2 separate regions of the Rattus norvegicus genome follow, and region 2 is linked to region 1. A link is a contact called in public Hi-C data. All regions are on one chromosome and are shown on one strand. Each heading gives the region's core, a stretch centred on a gene start, on an enhancer-like site or on the middle of the called end of the contact. The rest is flanking DNA. Distances are from core to core; before and after follow the strand shown.

Region 1 (5,735 bases), core at 2,711-5,210:
TCTTTCACACATGGTCAGGAACCTTAATCCAGCCCTTGCTCTGTGCCCAATGTTAGCTCTACATGGTGGCATTGAGACGAGCTCATCCATGTGTTGCCTCTGGCCAGTACCTTTTAAGGAGAAATTGTCCATTATACCCAGAATTCAGACATAGCAGGGACAGAGGATGTCTATACATATAGACAAGAAAAGCATACTTGCTTCTCTGTGTCCTATGTGTGGACACTTGCCTCATCATCATTCCCAAAAGCCTATAGAGAGATATTACAGATCAAAGCTGCCTCTTAGCACCTATGAATTATGCACTCCAGTTAAAGGAATAGAAAACCTTTCCACAAATTCTTGTTAATGCTACAGCTTCTTGGCTTTGTTGGTTGCATCAAATGTCTCTTGCAGAGTAATTGTAAGTAACTGTAGAAGATGTTTGAGTGAAAGCTGATTCATACAGAGAATTTATTAATGAGGTGTTTCACACTTTCTACACATCACTGTTGAATCTGGGGTATATTTGACAGCCCACTTCAGTGTGGACTCACACCACACACACGTTCAGCTGGGATGGATGACTAGAGCCCACCATATCTGACTGTGCCCACATAAGACGACAGTTGCACGTTCTCTGATTCTTATGTTCTCTGAATCTTTATGTGTCTCCGCTTATGGAAACTTTTGACACAAATATGCCTGTAAGGAAATCACTTTTGGGGGGAGCTGGAAACTTTTATTTCCTTCTTGTTACCAGTCATGAAGTTACCTAAGATCAAATTACGCTAATTAAGAGAAAATAACAAACATCAAACAATCATGTTAACAGAAATAAACTGTTGGGCAGTAAGAAGATGCAGCACTGTGTGTGTGTGTGTGTGTGTGTGTGTGTGTGTGTGTGTGTGTGTGTGTGTGTAAATTACAATACAAACTTGTCTGACAAGGAGGAATTCTTTTTCCTCACATATGCTCACACACACAAACTTTATCTTTGCATTACCATGACCATATAACTAAACACAAAAAGTGAATACATTATAATGTTTAAAAGGGAAAAATCTAAGCAAAAAGTACCTTTAAGGAGTCAAGAAATCTAATCAACGTACTCCAGTGGTTCCTGGTCAAGTGTCTATACACTTGGACTTGTCTTCTTGTGCTGTATAGTAGCCCTCAGTGAGTGCTTGCAAGGCTCCCAACAGAGCCAGCTCTCTCTCTGTGATTCACAGAAGAGTGGGCAGCACAAAGAAAGAGCTCCTCTTCTCTATAAACTTATGTTCTAGTCAGTTGAGGGAAAATATTACAAATGAAAAGAGAAGCAATAAAAGTGGCCCAAATAAATGTGCTACAGAGGGAACTAATAGAAGAAAGAAGACTTTTTTAAAGCTAGGAGGACTTTTGTGGCTTCAGAAATGTAGAGAAGCCAGCTCAGGAAGTAGGAGCACTACAGCCACTTGACACAGGTTTCCTGATCTAAGACCCCAAGGCATCTGTCCCAGACATGCAGAAGGTCACTATGGCCCACATTGGTAGGTAATGAGAGACTGAGTTCAAAGTAAGCTTAAACAAGATTTGCCAGGACTTGTATATCAAGCCCTGTAAGCAAGATCGGCTCCATCAGCTAGGGACCATTGATGCTTGCTTTTGCTCTCTGCTGTGGCTAGCTTAGAATGCATTCTAGCTTTTGAACAAGGGATACATTATTCTCATTTTGCCACAAGTATGCATCAATCCATCCCACTGCTAAACTGTGCTAAGGACTTATGGTTTACCCTTGGAATTTTTTCTCTTTGTGAATTCAAGGAAGTAGAGGAAATGTTCCAGCTAAGGCTGTTGTAGTTTGGCTGTTTCTATCTCATGTCTGTTAGTCAAGATTTTCATCTCTATCTCATGTCCTTGTTAGTCAAGGTTTTCGTACCCAAGAACATGTTGACATACAAAATGAAGCCTGGCATTCCCCCAGTGCAGCCTCCCTTCAGCCATGATAAAAACACTGCCAGAATTACCATACCATCCTAAAATGACTGAGTCTAGTGATGCCTTACTACATTGCATGATCAGATGTAGAAACTGACCACACCCACCTTCAACTTGGCTGAGAAAGTCTTTTGTTTTTCTGGAAAATATGTACCCAACTAAACGCTGGGATTTCTAGTTTCCATATAATAAGTCAAAACACAGGGAGTATCTTCCAGTGTTTTGTACTGTCTCACTTTTCAAAACGTTAAATGACTATTCATTTATACGTTTATTCATTTAGCATTATTCCACCCCAAAAATGAGTGTTGGGCTATAATACTAGAAACAAAGGGAGTGATGAAGAGTTTGGCTTTAAAGGATAATCTATGGGGAAAGAGAAACAGTACATATATCTAGAGCACTGTGTCACAAATCTCGGAAGTTGTAAAGTGAGGTCACAAGTCAACTGGAAAATGCTGAAGACAAAGGTAAGTCACACAGGAAAGGGTGGTTTACCTTTGGCTTTAGAGGAAGGGAGTAATGGGCAAAGAAGGGGAATGTGTGGTCAAATTAAACTCACACTGGGAAGTATGAGTTTGAGCTAATGTGTGGAATCTCCACAGTTCTCTTTGAGTCATTGGTAAGACTTGATAAATCAAACTCAGCCCAACAGATTGCTTAACCACATGATTGATAACTAGTATATTTCATATACGACTGGTTCAGTCAGTGCCATCAGAGCTAGTTGGTAAAGAGATAGTGCAATGAACACACTGGCCATGCTATAGTTCCCCAATGAATATAAACTCAGAGGCAAACAAGGCACCAGACAAAGACTCAGGCAGAAGCTTATGATATCTGTCCCTTTGGTCTCAAACCGCAAGTTCCCTTTCTTCTTTGAGCCAACTGCATTGCATCAGACAATGACTTCCTGAGCTGGTTACGGGAGAATGTCTTGCCCTGTGCTATCCCATCCATCTTGGTAAAGTGATTCGCCTCTCAAGTAATGCCTTGCTCATTTTTCCCCATGAACTTCAACACACAAATAGCACAGACGTTTGAGGACAACAACAAGCATGAAGGACAAACATGAGGATTCCAGGAGTCTTTAATATTAATAGTATTAATAAAACAGCACTATGTCCAGATGACTGTGGCACTGGGAAATCGATACTCTAAAGCTACAGCCCCAGCCCCACCCATGGGATGGCTGTCACTGTCACCATGCCAAACCTCCTGTGCTGTCGTTTTCTTCTGAAACAAACACAAAAGAGCTGTGTGATAAATCACATCTGCAAGATGTGCTTCATATGTCAAGCACACATAGCTTCTAAATCAAATGCTGATACATGACTTATTCCATCAAAAGTAAGCAGAATGCTGTAATTTATAATCATCTTGAAGCATACTGCAGAGAAAATGAAAGCAGACCATTAAATTTTAATGCTTGCTCGGCTCTCTGAAAAAAAAAAGGCGGGGCTGTGTTTCTGGCCATATTGGAAGCAAAGCAGCACTCCCCAAACCACACACACACACACACACACACACACACACACACACACACACACACACACACAAAGAGAGAGAGAGATTATTTTGTCTTTGCCAAGAATTGTGGAAACTAATTGAAAAAATGATTCAGCTGTCAAAAGCTGCCACTAGCCAGGAAGTACTCATGAGCACAGAGAAAATTCTTACAGAGTAGGTCCTGTCCAAAGCTCCAACGTTCCCCCAGCCTTTAGCTTTTAACAATTGTCTGTTGTTGTGGAAGCCAGCTCCCCACAGCAGGACTGTGAGCAAATATTCATTGGTGTGTCATCTCCACTTAGACTCTCGTCCTGCACACCTATTCATCTGTGTTAAGTGAACAGCAGCATCAGCTCAAATTAAGCTGGCTTGAAAACAGCCACTGTTAATAATTTCTGCTGTGATTCAACTTAGCTTTGGCTAACAGGTGAAGATGTTTCATAACGGAGGCAATTACAGCTCTGAGAACGCTTCCCCGCTGCCCATGTAATCAGAGAAATGGAACAGTGGCTCCTCACGTGCATGTGGGGAAAGGCCAGCCCAGCCACCATCCATCCATCCGCTGCATTCGTTATCTGCTAGATTGAACAGGCTGCCTGCCGGGGACAGATGCTTAGCACAGTGATTAGAATATAAAGCAATGGCAGAGGCTGAAGGGATTGGAGTCAGTCTCCTTTATCTCAACTTACTACAGGCTTTTCTGGTCAGATAACAAGTCTTCCAAACGTTCTTTGTAGATGAGAAATCATATGTATGTCAATGCATGAAGACTCATGCATATTCATTAATCCGTACTCTGTGAATTTTCATTTAGTTTGAAGGCTATAGAAAAGGATGGGGCCAGGAGAAGTCTTCTAGTCTATGCAATTTTAGTACCTTTTATGACCTAGATTTTATGACAAGGAATATAGAGAGGCCATGTTAAGCCAGAACAATAAAAAAAGCTTGCCAAATTTTCTCTTATTTTCTGAGATTGAATATTTTGATGGTTATACAGATTTCCAAACAGCTTTTATAGTTGAGTTTAAAAAGGAAAAAGAAGTAAAAACTTTATAATATAGAACCCTTGGTTCTGACTTTATAAAGCAAGAAAAACTGAAATTAGGCAGATTTCACTGGTTCTTAAATTATAGAGACCATCTATGTCTGTCTACTGCAGCTTTTTTTTTAAATTTCAGCTATGTGTACCTTCAAATTACAGGAAAATCATAGCTTCATACTTCGTAATTGTGCAGGCTTTTCAAGGAGTTCACTCTGAGACAAACATTTTTCTCTCTCCTGCAAAAAGAAAGTCAAACAGTCTAAATTGAATTTTTATACATTACAGTGTCCTGAAATGTAGTTGTTAATGGTTTCTGATGTGCCTAAAGGCGTGAATCTTAAATTACCCTTTTCTCGCCCTCCCAAATGAACCTCTGAAAATGAAAAAGACAATTCCATTGGCTTAACTTTCCATTGTGTATATTCATTTGCCTCTACAGTAATTTCCTTTGGTGTATTTTTCCTAGAAGGTCTACAATAAACTCCTTGGTTGGTTCTGTCTGAAATGCAATTGACAATGTAGCAGTATTTCTCAAAACTCTGTGAGCTGTCTATGAATGGTAAATATGGGTGGAGAGGGGCACAAGGTTCAGGTCACATGCTCATTTCTGTATAACACTGTCTTCCAAGGGGTCAGGGATTCAATGTTTTTCAAACATTGGTGTTTGAAAGCAAGCTATCTCTTTATTTCTGTCTACGTCATTTTTAATAACAATTACAGTTGTATTGATCATGTAGCAATCTTGGAAGTGTTCTCTTTGTTTCTCTGCTTGTCTGTTTCTCTGTCTCTAGGTATAAACATTTATGCAAGTGTATGTGCTTAAGACCAGAGGACAGAGAAAAAGAAAGAAAGAAAGAAAAGAAAAGAAAAGAAAAGAAAAGAAAAGAAAAGAAAAGAAAAGAAAAAGAATCAGGAAAACAAAGGCTTCTAATTTCTAAACATATGATCCAGTGGTGCGTTTGAAATAAATGCTTAACAAGCTAGCAAATTACATGTCCCTTTTAAAGGATATTTCTTTTCTCATTCTTCAATTTCATCCATCTTCGCTATCTTGGAATATCCTCTGTTAGAATCTAGCCTCTTCTATCTTCCCGAGACAATTACCACTGCTCCTTAGCCTTGAAGCTTTGAAAGCCCATGTAACATTAGCCTATCTAGCCCAGTGCAAATGTCTGTACAGATTAGTGTGATGTTAACACTGCCGACTCCCTGCTTTTGACCTGCA
Region 2 (5,753 bases), core at 2,119-4,618, 300 kb before region 1:
GTTTTAATATTATCACAAAGCAAAGGTTGGGGTTGAAGAGATATCTCAGTGGATCAAGTCCTTGTCAGGTAAGGATTAGGACAAGTTCCAATCCCCAGCACCCATGTAGATATGGGATGGATAAAAAGTCCATGTGTATTAGCAGAACTCAGAAGGTGGAGGTATGGGATCTTTGAAGCAAGCTGGCTAGCTAGAGTAGCATTATTGGCGAGTTCTGTGTTCAACTGAAAGAGCATATCTTTTTTTTTTAAAGATTTATTCATTTATTATATATAAGTACACTGTAGCTGTCTTCAGATACACCAGAAGAGGGCATCAGATCTCTTTACAGATGGTTGTGAGCCACCATGTGGTTGCTGGGAATTGAACTCATAACCTCTGGAAGAGCAGTTGGTGCTCTTAACCGCTGAGCCATCTCTTCATCCCTGAAAGAGCATATCTTAAGAAATAATATACAGCCTTGAGCTTCCACATGCACACCCACACATGTGCCCACATACACGCAAGCACACTACCCATACATGCAAAAGTAGTTATACAAATAAATAACTTTCAAGCAAGCAATTCTGCACTTACTAGGAACAAACATCAACCCCAGGTTTAAATGCCACCTTTAAAAACTACTCCATACCACATGTCATCCTTTTTGATTCATTTTAATGACTGACCTGCTTTCTTAGTTTAAAAGACAAGTAGTTCACTCCACTGGCCTCTGTTTACCTGTTCAAGACCCCAAAGCAGAAAGTGTGTTACTCTCTACTTAATAGGTTTCTCTTAAGTTGGTAGATCTGTCAGCCTGACTCTTCACTGGCCTATATTATATAAAGAAACAATTTTCCTTATTGTTTGTAGTCTAGAAAACTGCTCAGATTTCAGGCCAATATCTTTATTTTTCAAAGAGCTTCTTCCAGTGACAGGAGCTTCCTGGGTCTTTGTGCTTCTCTGGCCTAGGATATTTGTATTGTAATTTCCTCAGTCATCGGTCTGTGTGTGATGCTTTGAGAAAGCACTAAGTTCTCGCATGAGTCTGTTTGATCTATTTTCCTTCTTCGCAAATTAGGACCTTTTGGAAGAGAAATAAAGAGAAAGGCTGGAGAATCTCCAAATGATCTTTTGCAGGAAGAATGGAGGGTTTAATACAGTGCACTCTGGCTAGCTTTCTTGTTTTCTTCTTATAAATTCTCCCCAAATTGCAGTTATAATGAATTGCATTGCTCTTATGCTAAACCATAAGGAATAAGCTATTATTCCCATGCTGGCTGTGAAACCCCAGGGAAACATCTTTTTTTTTCCCCTGGATGTAAGCACCTCTCTCACAATTGCCCAGCAAAAGCTATGTTGAACTGTTTATAAAGATAGTAGATCATTTCTCAGGAGAAAGTGTTGCTGCAGTTGTTGGATATATGGGAAAGAAAAATCAAAGAAAATACCATTCTTTTGTCACTGGATCAAGAAAGGACCACACTGACAAGAGGTAACCAGTGCAGAGCTAAAGCCCTGCTTCTTACCACAGCTCTTTGCATTTTCTTCCCCAGCATCTACTGAGATCCCTCAGCTTTGGACGAGAATCAGGATTACATAAAACTACAAGGAGACATAAATGCTAAAGTGACAAGATCTGCTTTGGAGATGTTCATAGGCCTAGTGGGGAAGGAGAAGCAGATTCTTTGCCAGCATGTATCTTTCTCCCCCACACTGCAGCAGCCCTAATAACTGGACACAGATGTGGAGTCTGAGCCTTTCTCTCCCTTTGTTAAAGGGTTGGTTTTTTTTTTCTCTCCCCTCAACACACTGGCAAAAGACATCTGCGTGGTTTGCGCGGTAGAAAGGGGGTTTTCCTCTGTGACTGCCTTAGGCTAAACTGCATCCAGTGAACTTGTTGTATGCATGGCTGTACCTGACACAGGGCATGCTTTACTCACTGCACACTGGAGGCAAATATGGTACCAGGGGAAGAGGTTTTGGAGGCCAGAAAAAAAAAGACTATCCTGTGTTTTATTTTGTGTTTTTGAAAATATATTTGAGGCCCGCAACTTCTCACTGAGACGCAATGCCTTTAAAAGAAGAAGGAAACGTTAATTGGATCACATTCCAAGACATCACCTCAACAACCCAGCAACTGCACACCAGAGTGTTGAACGTAACAACTGGTAGGAGCACCCGCCTTGCACCCCCAGCTCCAAGAGAAAGCAAATCCTTCATGCGGAGAATAAGGCCCATGCTCCAAGGTGCCTGGCTGATTACTCTTTTCCCTGACTCAAAAATGAAAGGAAGAAATCGCCTGTTCCCATGGTGCTGGGGTGAAGAGGAGGCAGGGGGCAGGAGTGCCAGGAGGAAGGATTTGGGGCTCCTGTCAGTCAGGGCCAGAAATTGGCATTTAGGTGACTCCAATGCTCACTGAGGAAACAGAAAGGAAAGCTTGTGAGTGTCTCCACCCCCTCGGCCACAGGGGGAAGCTGGGGGGGGGGGAGCATATAAATTACTGTTGCAATTTACAACAAAGGTAAACTTAAACTGCAGGGTTATAGCCAAAAATGACATGGAGGGCAGGCTCCAGCAGGCCTCTCAAAAGAACAAGGCATAGAAAATGGATAGAGTTATTCAGGGAATATGGGATCATGAAGAAAGGAGGGGGGGGGAATCTAAACAAGTTGTGTGAAATCTGCTGCTTTAGTGGGTCTTAAAGAGCTTATGTCAGCTCAATTCTATGTGGCAGCATAATGTAAGTCTATGGGAAATGGGGCTCTGGGCATATCTACTCTATTGCATTTCTGCAGATTGCCAAGCACGGTAATAAATGTCAAGTGGTTATTTATTTGATTAGAAACTTCATTAGATTTTGATTTGATGCTCTACAACCTTCCATTCCCCCCACCTCCCACTGCCACCAAAATGAACGCTCAGTTTTGAAATTCAATCCAGCGAGTTTGACTATGGGGGATGGTGCTGGTGGTGTTATGAAATAAAAACTAGCAAATGCCCTCATCTAGATGGCAATGTTCTGCATAAATATAGAATCTCCTCTCCAACAAGTCTGTGGCACTTCGCTAACACGATGGAGATACGTTCTGGCAACGGAGCGTACTTTTTTTTTTAAAACCTCTTTTAGTCTTTTGCTAGATGGAAGGCTGTTTCCAAAGTAAGATGGAATTCCTCTGGCTGCAGACAGCTTCTGACTGTGTGCTCTCCGCTCAGCAGGCTCGGCAGGCTTTTACACTCTCAGTAGCTATCTTGGGTTTGGCTTATTTGCAGATTTCATTAGCAGGGGGAGATAGAGAGACGGCGTTTGGCCACGGTAATTTGGGACTCAGCTAGCTGGTGCCTGGGTATCTATTTCAGCCCTGCTCCGGGCATAGAACATGAGCCCTATTATGTTTACGAAAAAATGGCTCCTTCCGGCAGCAGGCAGTGTCAGGTATCCTGTTTACAGTAGGATTTCTCCGTGTTCCTTCAGTTTCTCCTATGCCTTTCACAACAGTCTCCCAAAGACTCCTGTGTTAGGCTTGAGAAACAAAGAGAAGATGAGAGACAGTGAAGAATCCAGCTTCCCTCCCTCCGAAGGGGAAGGTACTTGCATGTCAAAAGACCCACCAAATAGGAATTGGGCTGGCTTTCACAAAACCAGGGATTTAAGCACAGTGTGGGGTATGTATTATTGCCACAGAGCACACGCGGTAAAGAAGCATAAAGAGACAAGCTTTATCTCTTTGCCTGAAACCCTCTTGGAACCTTCTGGGAGTGCACATTCTAAATCAAGAATCAAAACGTTTTCCCAGCACAACTGCAAATTGAAAATAGGCACTTCAACAACACAGACTGAGACAGGGAAGAAGCGTGCCTTTGAAAGGCCTACAGCCCACCCGGAGCCACCCAGGCTTTCTGTAGACTGGAAGAGCATTCATCTGCAGTAAAGGGTGTGCAGCTCAGCCCAGACAGCTGACAGCTGACAAAAAGATACATTCGACGGGCACACTTGCCCCTTGCCAGCCCTGAGTATTTTTTCTTACACTCGCCTCAGAGAAAAAGAACAGATATTTGATTTGGAGAAGCAACCTAGCAGCTATAGATTTTTGCATTTCTTTCCTTCTGCCTCCCCCCACCCCCATTATTGCAATTGAAACAAAGGCCAGAAAGATACAGTTTCTTGCATTAGTCTAAGTGGCCTGAAACACTGGAGAAAAGAAACTTAGAAATTCATTATGTGCTGTGTGGTAAGCAACAGCAATTGACAGGGCAGCGAATCTTTCTTCCTTTTGTGAAAGAAGTCACTATCTCAAAAACAAAGCAAGCAAGGGGACAAACAAAAACCTGCTCTTGGGAGTGCCAGTTAATGGTATTTGAGCCCATTCCTGAAAAACTCTGCTTTGTGTGGGATTGGCGTGGTGAAGAAACAGCAGGCCTCAGAGGACTGTGGTCTAGCTCAAAAACAGTCAACCCCCAGCAGGAAAGGGTTCCCTACCTTCAAAGCTTGTGCAAGAGGAGAAATTGGAAGCTCAGGATGAGACTTTGAGAGCCTGCTGAGGGGGGTGGGGCGTGGGGCGCTATCAGATCTGTGGTTTTTCCTTTCAGCAGGGGGACCCAGAAAGGACAAGGAGGCTTGACGGAGAGAAGAGGGAGGGGGATAAAGTGAGTGAAGGCACAGAGGGAGCAGCATATGCTGGGCCATGAACTGACAACCGGCTGAGTCCATTTGCGATTCTCCATAAGAGGACTGGAGAACACCAGTGTGGTGGACTGCAAAAGAAAGAGGCTAGGTTTTTGGCCGACAATAACAATGCTCAGAGTTAGGTAACAGGAAGCAGTTACATGACTGTATTCAAGCAACACATTTTTAAACATGTTTCTGTCTTGATGTCAAGGAGTACTAGAAAGATTACAGTCATTAACTAGAGGTTCAGGATCCACATTAGCTGCCGTGTGTGCATTGAAGTCTGGGTAGTTTGATAATAAATGGCTTATGACCCATCCTTTTAATCTTATGAGATTGAGAGATATACAGTAAGCAAACACAAGGTGATAGATAAGTAGCAAGGGTTGGGACCAGAGCAGATGAGGATGTAAGGGCTTCAAGAAGACTTTATAGCTTCTGGTGAGCCTTGAGCTTCTTCTGTGGGCCGGAATGTTTAATTGTAAATCTGGACAGAAGCAGTGTTAGAAAAGGTATGGCTTAATGTTGGGCAGTGGTCAGGGTTTTCAGTGTACATAGACCTGCTAGTATGAACAGATCTAAAGGTTGTATGTTCAAACAAGAAGAGGACAAGAGCTGCTGCCCTCCCTGGATAGTGCCCTGCCAAAGAAAAAAACGTCTCTCTACCTGGTTTGGTGTATTTTCTCTCTTTAACAAGAGACACCACTGTTCGATGTTAGGTGATATCAAAATCAGAGAATGATTTTGAGGTAAACATTTCTTGCTTTGTGACAGGCTACTAGAGCATGGCTTATGAACTCATGGAACATATAGTCACCAATGTTTCGTGAATGAACAAGGAAGTATGTTTGAATGACTTTTTGAAAGACTGCTTCATTGATTATAATTTTGGAAGCTAAACAATGGGTTTGTGGAGAACCATTACACTATTCCTATGATATGCACTTTTCTCAAGAAGCATTTGTGTCTGCACATAAATGTAACAACAGACATGTTGGATTATAATGGGATAAATGATTACCAACAGAGAAAAGGTGGGAGATGCTGAGCCTTGGAGCTGGATTGTTTTTGGTATAAGGAGCTAGAAGGTCCATGTTGGAGGGGC

Evidence for each region. Hi-C and Micro-C count contacts between places; a contact is called where the count stands out from the background.
Region 2: a contact with region 1 is called in a Hi-C map of frontal cortex, with 1.6 times the contacts expected there. The contact joins two enhancer-like sites.

The regions. Positions count from the first base shown.
Region 1 is chr18:50,997,971-51,003,705 of GRCr8, reverse strand. LOC102546473 (a long non-coding RNA gene) reads right to left here. Exons shown (of 5, transcript XR_005496217.2): 4 at 4,657-4,746. Among named protein-coding and RNA genes, the nearest start is that of Zfp608, 390 kb to the right of the region's middle. Within about 2 kb of position 3,960, at least 32 of the 93 cell types and tissues checked have an H3K27ac peak or open chromatin away from gene starts, as enhancers often do.
Region 2 is chr18:51,301,601-51,307,353 of GRCr8, reverse strand. No RefSeq gene overlaps it. Among named protein-coding and RNA genes, the nearest start is that of Zfp608, 700 kb to the right of the region's middle. Within about 2 kb of position 3,368, at least 27 of the 93 cell types and tissues checked have an H3K27ac peak or open chromatin away from gene starts, as enhancers often do.